Linked DNA regions of Cyprinus carpio: region 1 is linked to region 2. The links are chromatin contacts, called in public Hi-C maps. All regions are on one chromosome and are shown on one strand. The core of a region is the stretch at or near the end of the contact, and the rest is flanking DNA. Distances in the headings are between cores, read along the strand shown.

Region 1 (6,011 bases), core at 1,276-3,775, 93 kb before region 2:
CATAGCATACACACTCCTAAAAATAAATGTTCCAGTTTCACAGAAATGCCACAGAAGAACCATTTTGGTTCCCCAAAGAACCTTTCAGTGACACTCAGTGTAAAGAACATTCTAATTATCTAATTATAGAGAACCGTTTGTGGAATTTAAAGGTTCCACGGATGTTCAAAGTTCTTCGTGGAGCCACAGATGCCAATAAAGAACCTTTCTTTGTAAGAGTGTACAGTGCATCACGCAGTGAGCAGTGCACTTGTTATCTGGACACGTGTGAGATGAGATGTGTGCTCCCTCACCGATCTGTTTCTCGATGTCTGCGGCCTCCTCTGGTGTGGCCCGGGGCAGGATCCCCGGATCCGTGAAGCTGGTCTGGAGGAGAGAGATGATCACAAACACAAACAGGACCCCTCCGATGGCCGGGATGCAGCCGGTGAGGTGCTCCACCAGGAACGGGCAGCTGGAACCACACAACGCCTCAGTCAGGAAAACACTGATTGTGGAACAAGGAGGCTTTAAAATACTGCGCTGCTCCATTCCCTGCAGCTCTGCAGATTCTATAGTCTAACGCTAAACAATGGCCCTATCAAGAGAATCCGCACAAGAACTGATGTCTAAAGCGTTGCAGCGCTAGTGCAATAATATAAAGATTTGAACTATAGAATCAAACTCAGTCTCTACTTAATGTGCGGCATCCACAGGGAAAAGCTTTAAAATGAGAGGCATGATTAACACCAAAATTAAGTGAGCCACTTTTAAGTAACCATACATCATTAATTAAGTCCCTAAAAGTGGCCTCGGTACAAATAATGTCCTGAGAGAGACAGTACATTTCACATGAAGATTCATACAGCCATCTCAATTACTGCATGAATCACATTCTGCTCCAGTGAATAGTTCTCAGAGTTCGTTCTCAGTATTAATCTTGCATACAGAATATTTCCAGTTAGTTATTATTGTAAATGGAACAATTGCAGACAGTTTAATGAGCTCTTATAACACAGAAGAGAGCTATATTGGGGGACTACATTGCTATGGAAGCAGGGCATGCGGTCACAAAAAAGGGGGTAAGTTGACACAATGGAAACCTACTGTTTATCTTGCAGTTGCAGTTCAATATTATCTTCATTATGTAGTTTATGCTCGATTTAAAAAAAAAATGAAAATTTCTATTTCCATTTCCTTCTTCTGTGAACACAAAATAAGATTTCTTGAAGAATAAGCAGTGCTGCGAAATCAGACTGCAAAGATCTGTAGTCAGTAGCTGTAATTAAGATTATATTAGCCTACATAAAATACTCGTATTTACATGATAACATATTATTCACACATGGCAATAAATAATCCAAAATAATTCAAATATTCATAAGTCAATAAATAATTTAAATTATTGCATTTTAAAATGTCAAAGGTCATCTAAAAGTAATCGGATTGTGTTACCTATAAAGTGTAATGCATTACGTTACTACTTACAGATTTGTCATGTAATGTGTAATCAGAAATCTACCCCGCACTGCTGGACAGACAGCAAACAAATCTTTATGTTACACACACGAAAGTCATGCAGGTTCATGAACAAAATACGACCATTTTCTCGAGTAAGTGAACTCTGTTTTTAATATGTCAGCTAGTTTTAATTAACAAACGCGTCCTAATTCAAATGCATTTGGAAGCAGGTGTGCATTTAGACGTGTACGAGGGTTTTATTTATTGTTTACTTGTGAGCTGAGCTGCACGTGCGCCTGTCCTGGGCCTGCACTGCTCCTCTCGTTCAGATGCTCTCTAACCCCTCCAGACTAGTATCCCAGCCCGAGGCAGCGGACTTACTCGAATATGAAGAAGAGTCCGCTGGTGAGCACGATGAGTCCCAGTGTGAGCGGCAGCACGCCGCACTGACGCGCCACGATAACGCGACCGTCACAGCAGAAGCGGTTCTTCCCGGGAAACACCTCCCATTTCCTCCGGGCTCGTCTGGGCTTGTGCTCGGGCAGAGGTCGCGGTGGAGGCGTCGGGGTAGGAGTCGCGAGTGCCTGAGGGTCTATTTGCTGATAGTCGAGGTTTTTCATCCTTCACGGCGGAGAAATCAAGCCGCTCCGCGCTCGGTGTCCATCAAACATCAGCTGCTGCGCGGATGGATGTGTCATTCCACAAGCGCGCGCCGACCGCGTCCCATTTTATTAGCAAACCTATCGCAATCCAATCGGCGCACGATGAAACGCGACGGATTTACCAGCATGCATGTGACGTAACGCGATATGCGGCGGCGACGTCACTAACGCGTGCTCGCTACAAGGTTTAATAAAGCCGCGGCTTGGCTTTGGCCGGCTGGTGTAACGCAAAGGCGCGCTTCTCCCGTTCCGCTTTCACTCGCTGCTGAATGACGGACGCCCGAACGAGCGTCAGTATTTACACGAAGAGCACAATGAGTGATAATCTGCCGCACATATTCACAGACGCACCGCCGCGCAGATGATGATGGACACAAAGGATGTGACGCTTCAGTCCTCGATGCTCGATCCTCATGACGGCGGGCTGCGGGACAGGCGCTCGTGTCATTATCTTTGTTTTACCATCGATGACGTTCAGTCTATCTATCTATCATCCGTCCGTCCGTCCGTCTATCTATCTATCTTTGTTTTACCATTCTATCAGGCATCCATCTCGTCTATCTATCATCCTATCTATCTGTCTGTCTATCTATCCCTATCTATCTATCTATCTATCTATCTGTCGATCTAGCTATCTATTATCTATCTATCTATCTATCTATCTATCTACTCTATCTGTCTGTCTGTCTGTCTGTATCTATCCATGTATCTATCTATCTATCTATCTAATCTGTCTGTTCTATCTATCCCGGTATCGTCTATCTATCTATCTGATGTCTCCTATCTGGTCTGTCTATCTATCTATCTTTCTGTCATGTATCTTCTATCTGTCTGTCTGTCTGTCTATCTATCCATGTATCTATCTATCTGTCTGTCTGTCTGTCTATCTATCTGTCTGTCTATCTATCTATCCATGTATCTATCTATCTGTCTGTCTGTCTATCTGTCTGTCTCTGTCTGTCTATCTATCTATCTATCTGTCTGTCTCTGTCTGTCTATCTGTCTGTCTCTGTCTGTCTTCTATCTATCTATCCATCGTCTATCTGTCTGTCCTATCCGTCTGTCTATCTATCTATCTATCTGTCTATCTATCCGTCTATCCATCTATCTATCTATCTATCTGTCTGTCTATCTATCTGTCTGTCTGTCTATCTATCTGTCTGTCTATCTATCTATCCATGTATCTATCTATCTATCTGTCTGTCTGTCTATCTGTCTGTCTATCTATCTGTCTGTCTGTCTATCTATCTATCTATCTATCTATCTATCTATCTATCTATCTATCTATCCATGTAATCTCTATCTGTCTGTCCTATCTATCTGTCTGTCTTCTGTCTGTCTATCTGTCTGTCTGTCTGTCTGTCTATCCATGTATCTATCTATCTGTCTATCTATCTATCTGTCATCTATCTATCTATCTATCTAGCTATCTATCTGTCTATCTGTCTATCTATCAATTCTATCTGTCGGTCTATCTGTCTGTCTATCTATCTATCTATCTATCTGTCTGTCTATCTATATATCTATCTCTTTTTTTTGTCTGTCTATCTATCTATCTATCTCACTTTCTCTATGTTTCTCCATGCGTGTCTGTCTATCTATCGAGCTATCTGTCTGTCTATCTATCTATCTGTCTGTCTGTCTGTCTGTCTGTCTGCGAGCCGTCTATCTATCTGTCGGTCTATCTGTCCATCTATCTGTCTGTCTGTCTATCCATCTATCCGTCTGTCTATCCAGTCTGTCCTGTCTGTCTGTCTATCTATCTATCTGTCTATCTTATCCATGTATCTATCGATCTGTCTGTCTATCCATCTATCTATCTATCTATCTGTTCTCTATCTATCTGTCTGTCCTGATCGTATCTATCTATCTGTCTGTCTATCTGTCTGTCTGTCTATCTCATATCTATCTGTCTTCTATCTGTCATCTGTCTATCTGTCTGTCTATCAGGATCTACTATCTGTCTATCTATCTATCTGTCTGTCTGTCTATCTATCTATTCTAATCGTCTGTCTACTGTCCTATCTAGCTATCTGTCTGTCTGTCTATCTATCTGGCTGTCTATCTATCTGTCTATCCATGTATCTATCATCTGTCCATCTGTCTGTATGTCTGTCCTGTCATCTATCTGTCTATCTATCTTTCTATCTATCCATGTATCTATCTAGCGGGCTATCTATCTGTCTGTCTGTATCGCGATCTGTTCTATCTGTCTGTTCATGTCTGTCTGTCTATCTATCTATCTATCTGTCTGTCATCTGTCTGTCTATCTATCTGTCTATCTATCTGTCTGTCTCATCTGTCTGTCTGTCTATCTGTCTGTATGTCTATCTATCTATCTGTCTGTCTATCCATGTCTCTATCGGTCTAATCTGTCTACTATCTGTCTGTCCTCTCTACCATCTAGTCTATCTATCGGTCCTGTCTCTATCCTATGTATCTATTCTAATCTATCTATCGTCTATCTATCTATCTGTCTGTCTGTCTCAGCTGTCTATCGTCTATCTGTCTGATCTTTCTGTCTGTCTTTACCAACCTGTCTGTCTATCCATGTATCTATCTATCTGTCTGTCTGTCTATCTATCTGTCTATCTATCTGTCTATCTATCCATCCGTCTATCTATCTGTTGACTTATTGTGTAAAAATCTTGTATTAGTTAGTTAATTTTTATGTTTTTCTTAATTCTCTTTATTTTTTCATTTTCTCAATACTATGAATAGAAAAAAATCATAAACCGTAGTATAAAGATAATTGTAGAAATGTCTCTAAACCTCTTTTAATCTGTCACCCTTAGAGAAAAGGTTATACAACATCATCATAGTTGCTGTAAACCTGTTCTATTTCAGATAAATCTTGTTCTTTAGAAATCTGTAAAAAGATTTCACTTAAAAAAAATTAATTCATTAAATAAATAAATACATTTCACATTGATAATAATCAGAAATGTTTCTTGAGCAGCATATTAGTATGATTTCTGAAGGATCATGCACCACTGAAGACTGGAGTAATGATGCTGAAAAGACAGCAGATTTACAGCTTATAATATATTCACAAAGAAAAGAGATGTTTTAAATTGTAATAATATTCCATAATTTTGTTTTAACTGTATTTTGATCAAATAAATGCAACAAATCATAACAGAAATAAGATTAAAACCTTCCCCACCCCAAAGTGTAGTGTAAATTTCATTAATATCTGTTGGCAAAAATAAATAAATAAATAAATTTATAGATAGAGAGATCAACATCTTGAATTTAGTGGAGTATGTCTTCACGTCCCATTCCTATAGTTCACAAAATAGCTTTCATACGCAAACGTCCATTTAATGTGTGTATTCTAAACAAGCAACAACTTGGTGCACTAATTATAATAATAAAAAAAGATCAACATTATTAGGAAAAGAAACACTCTTTGCCATGTGTTAACTGTAAGTAAATGACAGCTGTGTTGAGTTTTTCTGCTGTCTTTATTGCAAAGTCATATGCATCCTGTTGCGCTTCTGAAAAACAGACAGAGTCTGAATATCAGCGTGTACAGGAAATGCATTTTAAAGTATGTCACGAAGATCAATGAGCTGAACTGAGACAACAGAACATTTCCAGGTTCAAATTAATAACTAACATTAGATTAATACTAAAGACAAAATAAATGTATAGCTACTGCCAGTTTGTGGCTTTACAGCCTTTGTACAGAATAAAATGAACTAAAACAAGAATCAGAAAGAAGATACAAAAAAGAATATGATTTAGGAAAAAAGTAAGAAGATATCAAAGAATAACATGAAGAAAACAGAACTCAATACAGCAGGGTTTCAGTAGTTGTGCATGTCACAGACATCACATTTCCATGACAGACACACTAACTAGCTAACCATCTAACCATGCAATTATAAATTAAACACTGAAATA
Region 2 (5,372 bases), core at 1,359-3,858:
ACCCAGCCGCCCTGGCAGCACTTTGTGACACCCAGACGTGACAATCAGGAAGAGGACAAGGACGGTGAATGGAGGGAGGGGAAGACGTGGGGGGTGTTAAGGATAAAACAGCATGGATGTGGCTTATGCTAATGCAGGAGGAATCGAAACACGTCCAGCGTGAGGGATAAGGATGTTGACCTTTTGCTTAGCTGACAAAAGCGTCCAGGCCTTGAAAGTTCAGATCAGGGACAGCGAAAGCATGTGGGTAGACTGAAGCTTGTTTGTTTACATCAGTTTGGATTTGTCATCTTTTAAGAAGAGTTGTTTTTAATGCTACACTGAAAAAAAAATGGTTTAGTGTTTTATTTTGGTTTAATTTTTTTTAATTATTATTATTAGATAATTTCATAAATAATTGCAAAGTAACACATAAAATTCGATTTTTAATTAAATAAAAAATTTGAAGAATATTTTCTTGCGAAACATAATTAAATAATATTTGTTTTGCAACAAAAGTAATGAGAATTATGAGGTAAAATCAGCTTAATTGTCCTGAAATGGCCTTCTTATGCTATAAATATAACTTTTATTTTTGTATAAAGAAAGGGAAAATATATAAGTGAATTGTGGGGAATTGAAAAGGAATTTTCTGTATTTATTTATTAACTTTTTAAACTCACTTGTACACTTTCAGGGCATCCAATGCACACAGAAAATGTATTTTTATTCATTAATTCATTCATTTATACACTGATTTATTTTGCAGCATGCAGCTGGACCGGAAAATAAAAGGTCTGAATGTCTGGAAGCAGCACATAAAGGGAACTGACTTGTCTTAATTCTTCAGTATAAAGTAAAAGGTGACACGCTGCCGGTGTTCAGAGGTGCCCAAATGTTTGATTGAATTCCCGTCGCATTCCTCATGACGAGGCGTTTCTGAGGAGCCCGTCTGTGCCAGAGAGCCATGTTATTGGCACACGCTCCTGGAGTCAGAATAGCAGGAGCTAATCGACAGGAAGCAGAAAGATTTGGCCGGGAATCCCAAATACTTGAGTCAAATGACAGAAATGAATGTGAGGAACCCTTGTCTAGTGTGCTTGGATGCCAAAACCCGACAGGGGTTCCTCACAGGTCTTTACACCAGTGCAGGTCTATTAGCATGAGGAAGGCATTCACAGAAGCCATTACAGCCTTTTTTTTTTTTTTTGGTTTTTACATTATAATTACTTTCATGATAACGAAAGGTACCATTAATGACATCCAAACTTTTTAAATAAACAATAATATTACACATTCACCTAATTTTCTTATGCTATACATTTTGGTATAAAGAAAGGGAAAAATATATCCTATTATAGGATATAAAAAATTCATATGAAAAAACATTTTTATACAGCCTACATTTTTTTAATAGACTCCATGAGATTCATATCAGTCTCTCATAATTCTCATATATTATATATATATATATATTAGGGCTGTCAAATGATTAATCACGATTAATCACATCCAAATTAAAAGTTTTGTTTACATAATAGATGTATGTGTACAGGGTATATTTCTTATGTATATATAAATACACACACATAAATTATATATTTAGAAAATATTTACATGTATATACATTTATATATTTATATTCCTTATATTTTATATTATATATAAATATATTTAATATATAAAACAACATATTCTTCTTAAATATATACATGCACGTGTGTGTATTTATATATACATAATAATATACATCAGTACTACACATATATATTATGTAAACAAAACTTTTATTTTGGACGTGATTTAATCGTGATAATCATTTGACAGCCCTAATATATATATATATATATATATATATATATATTATATATATATATATATATATATAGATATATATATATATATATATATATCTAGACTAGACTAGACCAGAGACTACAGTCTTCAGCTCGGACCTGGGATGTTTAAAGACACTCGGCATGACCCTAAAATAAAAACAGCCACTTGTGTCTCCTAGTTTACTCCTTCAGTAGCCCAGGGGTGTCAAACTCAATTCCTGTGGGGCCGCAGAGTTCAGATTCAACCCTAATTAAACACACCTGATCCAACTAATCAAGTCCTTCAGGCCTAATTGAAAACTACATGGTATGTGTGTTGGAGCAGGGCTGGAACTAAACCCTGCAGGGCTTCGACCCTCCAGGAGCTGAGTCTGACACCCCTGTAGAAGCCCAATCTGCTTTGAAACCTAGTGCTCTTTACTCGTGGCTTCTCTCGCTGCTCCAGTCCGGGTTTTCGGTGTGATCCTCGCTTCAATTTACTGTGTGTGCTTTCAGGGCCGCAGCACGCGCTGACAAGCTCCGGGATTCCTCCGCGGCTCACTCTTCTGTGTGTATGTGTGACACTGAGGGGTTTAATGCAGTAAAACTACTCGACGTCCGCTCGCTATATTTGACAGTACCTTTCCATAAAATATTACGTGGCTTATTTTTTATGGACTGCTGAGTACTTTTAAGACATTCGAGAGATGGAGGATTTTAATTAACTTGGGCACTACTTCGCTCCTCTTGCCTTGTCTCTTCCACATACAATGCATTCCTGTGTTGCTCCGCGCGTGATGTGGCCGGGCCTGCCTGCTGTTCCTGTAAACTCCCGCCTTTACTGAAGCACAGAGAAATACTGTGAGAGAGTGTGCCTCTGTGCACAATATACCCAGAGTTACACTGCTGTATTTATATTAATCTTCAATGTCCCTTGCAATGCAACTGTGATAAACACATTTGATACCACAACTACAGTGTTATTTTATAGACTAAACATGAAGTAGCCCGTCTGTCATTATTTACTCGCCCTAATTTTATTCCACACTAATATGCTGTCAGTCCTATGGAAGACAAAAACAGAAGTCCAAGTCTTTTAACTCCCTATTCTTAGAAAATCGCCTCTATTCTGCATATTCAGATCAGCGAATATACTTCGAATACACTGTAGAAGTCATTTAGTGGGGGTTTACACGGCGACACAGTTTTTAGCTAAAAACAGAAATCATTTTATGTGTTCTGGCTGTTATGACAATGGCATTTTTGGGGCCTGGAAAGTGCAAGTTTTTGTATTTGTGACGTCATGCGACCGTATATACAGGGATACGTATGTGCATAGGGTTTCTTTACAAAGTCACATCGCCACACTGGCCACGTTTTGCCACAACTGGGAACGTTTTGAGCTTTTTCATTCATGTAAACATACCCTTTAGTGTGTTTGTGTCTTATTTGGTGGTCAAAGGACGTGGTGGATAAGTGAAACATTAATATTCTTTAAAAACTCTTCTTTTGTACGCCACAGAATGACACGAGGGAGTAAAAATGCCCCAAAATTTATTTTTTCAGTGAACTATTCCTTTATTGAACCTGTCTATGAGTAACAAAACCATTTTTCTCTTTTTTTTTTTTTACTTTTTTATGAATTAAAGATTTCATTTTTGAATTTGTCTATGGGTTTTTCTGTTTTAATCTATTAAAATCTTTTTATTTTTTTATTTTTATATTTTTCTTTTTTTAGTTTTTGTGTGCATTAGGATTTAAAGGTCCAGAACTGAAAGTGTGCGATAGATCTTCCCCTCAGTCTCAGCATATCTTAAAAGGGGTTTGCTCGGGATAATTTCATGAAATGTCAATTAATCCGAAGGCCTTTGCTGTTTTGCATATCGCTCTTAACGGGGGGCGGCAGCTCCGCGTGAGGAGGGACCGTCGAATTTGGTGGCTGGAGTTGTGGGGGGAAAATGAGATTCCTGCGGCCCTAAGTGACAGTTTTACGGTCTCTGATTTGGTTTGGGAAGAGATTGCCAGGCAACAAAACCAGCCTGAGTCCTGAATGAAACAGCCATCTGTTCCGCGGCCCGCTAAAACTGAATTAATTTCACATAATCCTGGAATTCAGAGCTAGATTGATGTCTTGGGTGAAACGCTGTAGTTCCTGGAGCCCATCTTCGGCCCGTGTGATCTTATAACCTGGCCTCGTATTATCGTCTTTTCGGAGTATAGCATATCTGGTGCGTTATGAAAAGAAATAGGGCATATTTTACATTTCCTTTATCACAAAGTACAAATCCTGAAGATCACCCTCAAACAACAACACTGAGCAGACAAAGGGAGAGTGGGCCGGTGCATCTGCGGTGTAAATCAGGTCATACGAGACTAATCTCTCTGTGTATATGTCATGTTTGGAGGGTTTACCTCGCAATCCAAAAACCAATGCAAAGAGGGCAGCTTTGAGTATTGTGCATCTGTTCTTGTATAGTTTTTGAGGTGTTTGCTGAGGAAGCATCACTACTACAATTGCTCATACTTACTGTTAGGTCTCAAATTGTGTCTTTTGTTGAGGAGTCTTGTCTTTTTAAGCGATTTAGCTTATTATTTTTACCTGATGATGATAAAACGAGCAATAAGAAAACCCAGCTACCAAGTCCAATTCAACATAGCTGCATGTTGCTGGAGGATTTTTCACAGGCATGCATCAAAAAAAGGTTACCTTGTTTAGGTTTACTCTCCATTTACCATATTTTGCGTACTCTGTTGCATTTATTTATTTTTATTTAAAATATTTTGCAGCTTGCCTGCGTGTAGTAGTGATCTGACTTATGGTTTTTCTTGATGACAATAAAAAAAATACAGGAACACTTCTAACTAGCTGCTTATTAGCATGCATATTACTAGCACATCGCTGTTTATTATATATAGGCCTCCTTATAAAGCACATATCAATGCATTATTCCAGATCTCAGTCGTGTCTCAAACTGTGCTCATTCTCGCGTTCTTCTTCGTCGTGTTCGTCATGCTCATATTTTTCGAAGAAACAAGTTTAAATGAAGAAAGCCAGAGAAGTGTGTTTGGCAAGCAGGAGGGCGTGCTATTTTGAGAGATGCTTTAGTGCTCTCGCCTCAATTAATTAAATGGTGGTTCTACAATTTAGAAACGCATCAACAGCATAAAGCAAACCTCTATCAGGAAACACAGCCATGATGAGATCCATAAAAGATTTTAGACAGCAGTAATATCTCTGTATTAGGGCTGTAATTAAGTGTCTGAGCATGTAAAAGCAATAATTAGACTGGTGCATGCCACACTCAACACTGCCATCTAGTGGTTGAGGATGTGAAGTAAACTTTTATTAGAACTGTCAACTAAAAGAAAAAGATATGTGGCATTTGCGATAAGTATTAATATGATCAAGACAAGGGCGCATGCTTGAGATATACTGCATAATTTCAGAAGCACGTTCACATGTGCAGGTTAAAGTCTAGATGACTCTGTAAAAATCACATTTGCTATGTTACAGATTTAAGGCCGGATTCACTACTGTTCAGATGTTTGGGGTCGGTAAGATTTTTTAGAAAAAAG

The links. Hi-C and Micro-C count contacts between places; a contact is called where the count stands out from the background.
Region 1: a contact with region 2 is called in a Hi-C map of red blood cells, with 4 times the contacts expected there. The contact joins the promoter of LOC109107121 here to the enhancer-like site in region 2. A contact is called at or near these places in 5 of 8 Hi-C or Micro-C datasets (liver, red blood cells and skeletal muscle).

What each region holds. Positions count from the first base shown.
Region 1 is chrA19:1,495,245-1,501,255 of ASM1834038v1, reverse strand. LOC109107121 (palmitoyltransferase ZDHHC18-B) reads right to left here and starts at 2,525. Exons shown (of 9, transcript XM_042776031.1): 1 at 1,822-2,525; 2 at 294-454. The coding sequence starts at 2,060.
Region 2 is chrA19:1,402,922-1,408,293 of ASM1834038v1, reverse strand. No RefSeq gene overlaps it. Among protein-coding and RNA genes, the nearest start is that of LOC109111495, 22 kb to the left of the region's middle. Within about 2 kb of position 2,608, at least 5 of the 8 cell types and tissues checked have an H3K27ac peak or open chromatin away from gene starts, as enhancers often do.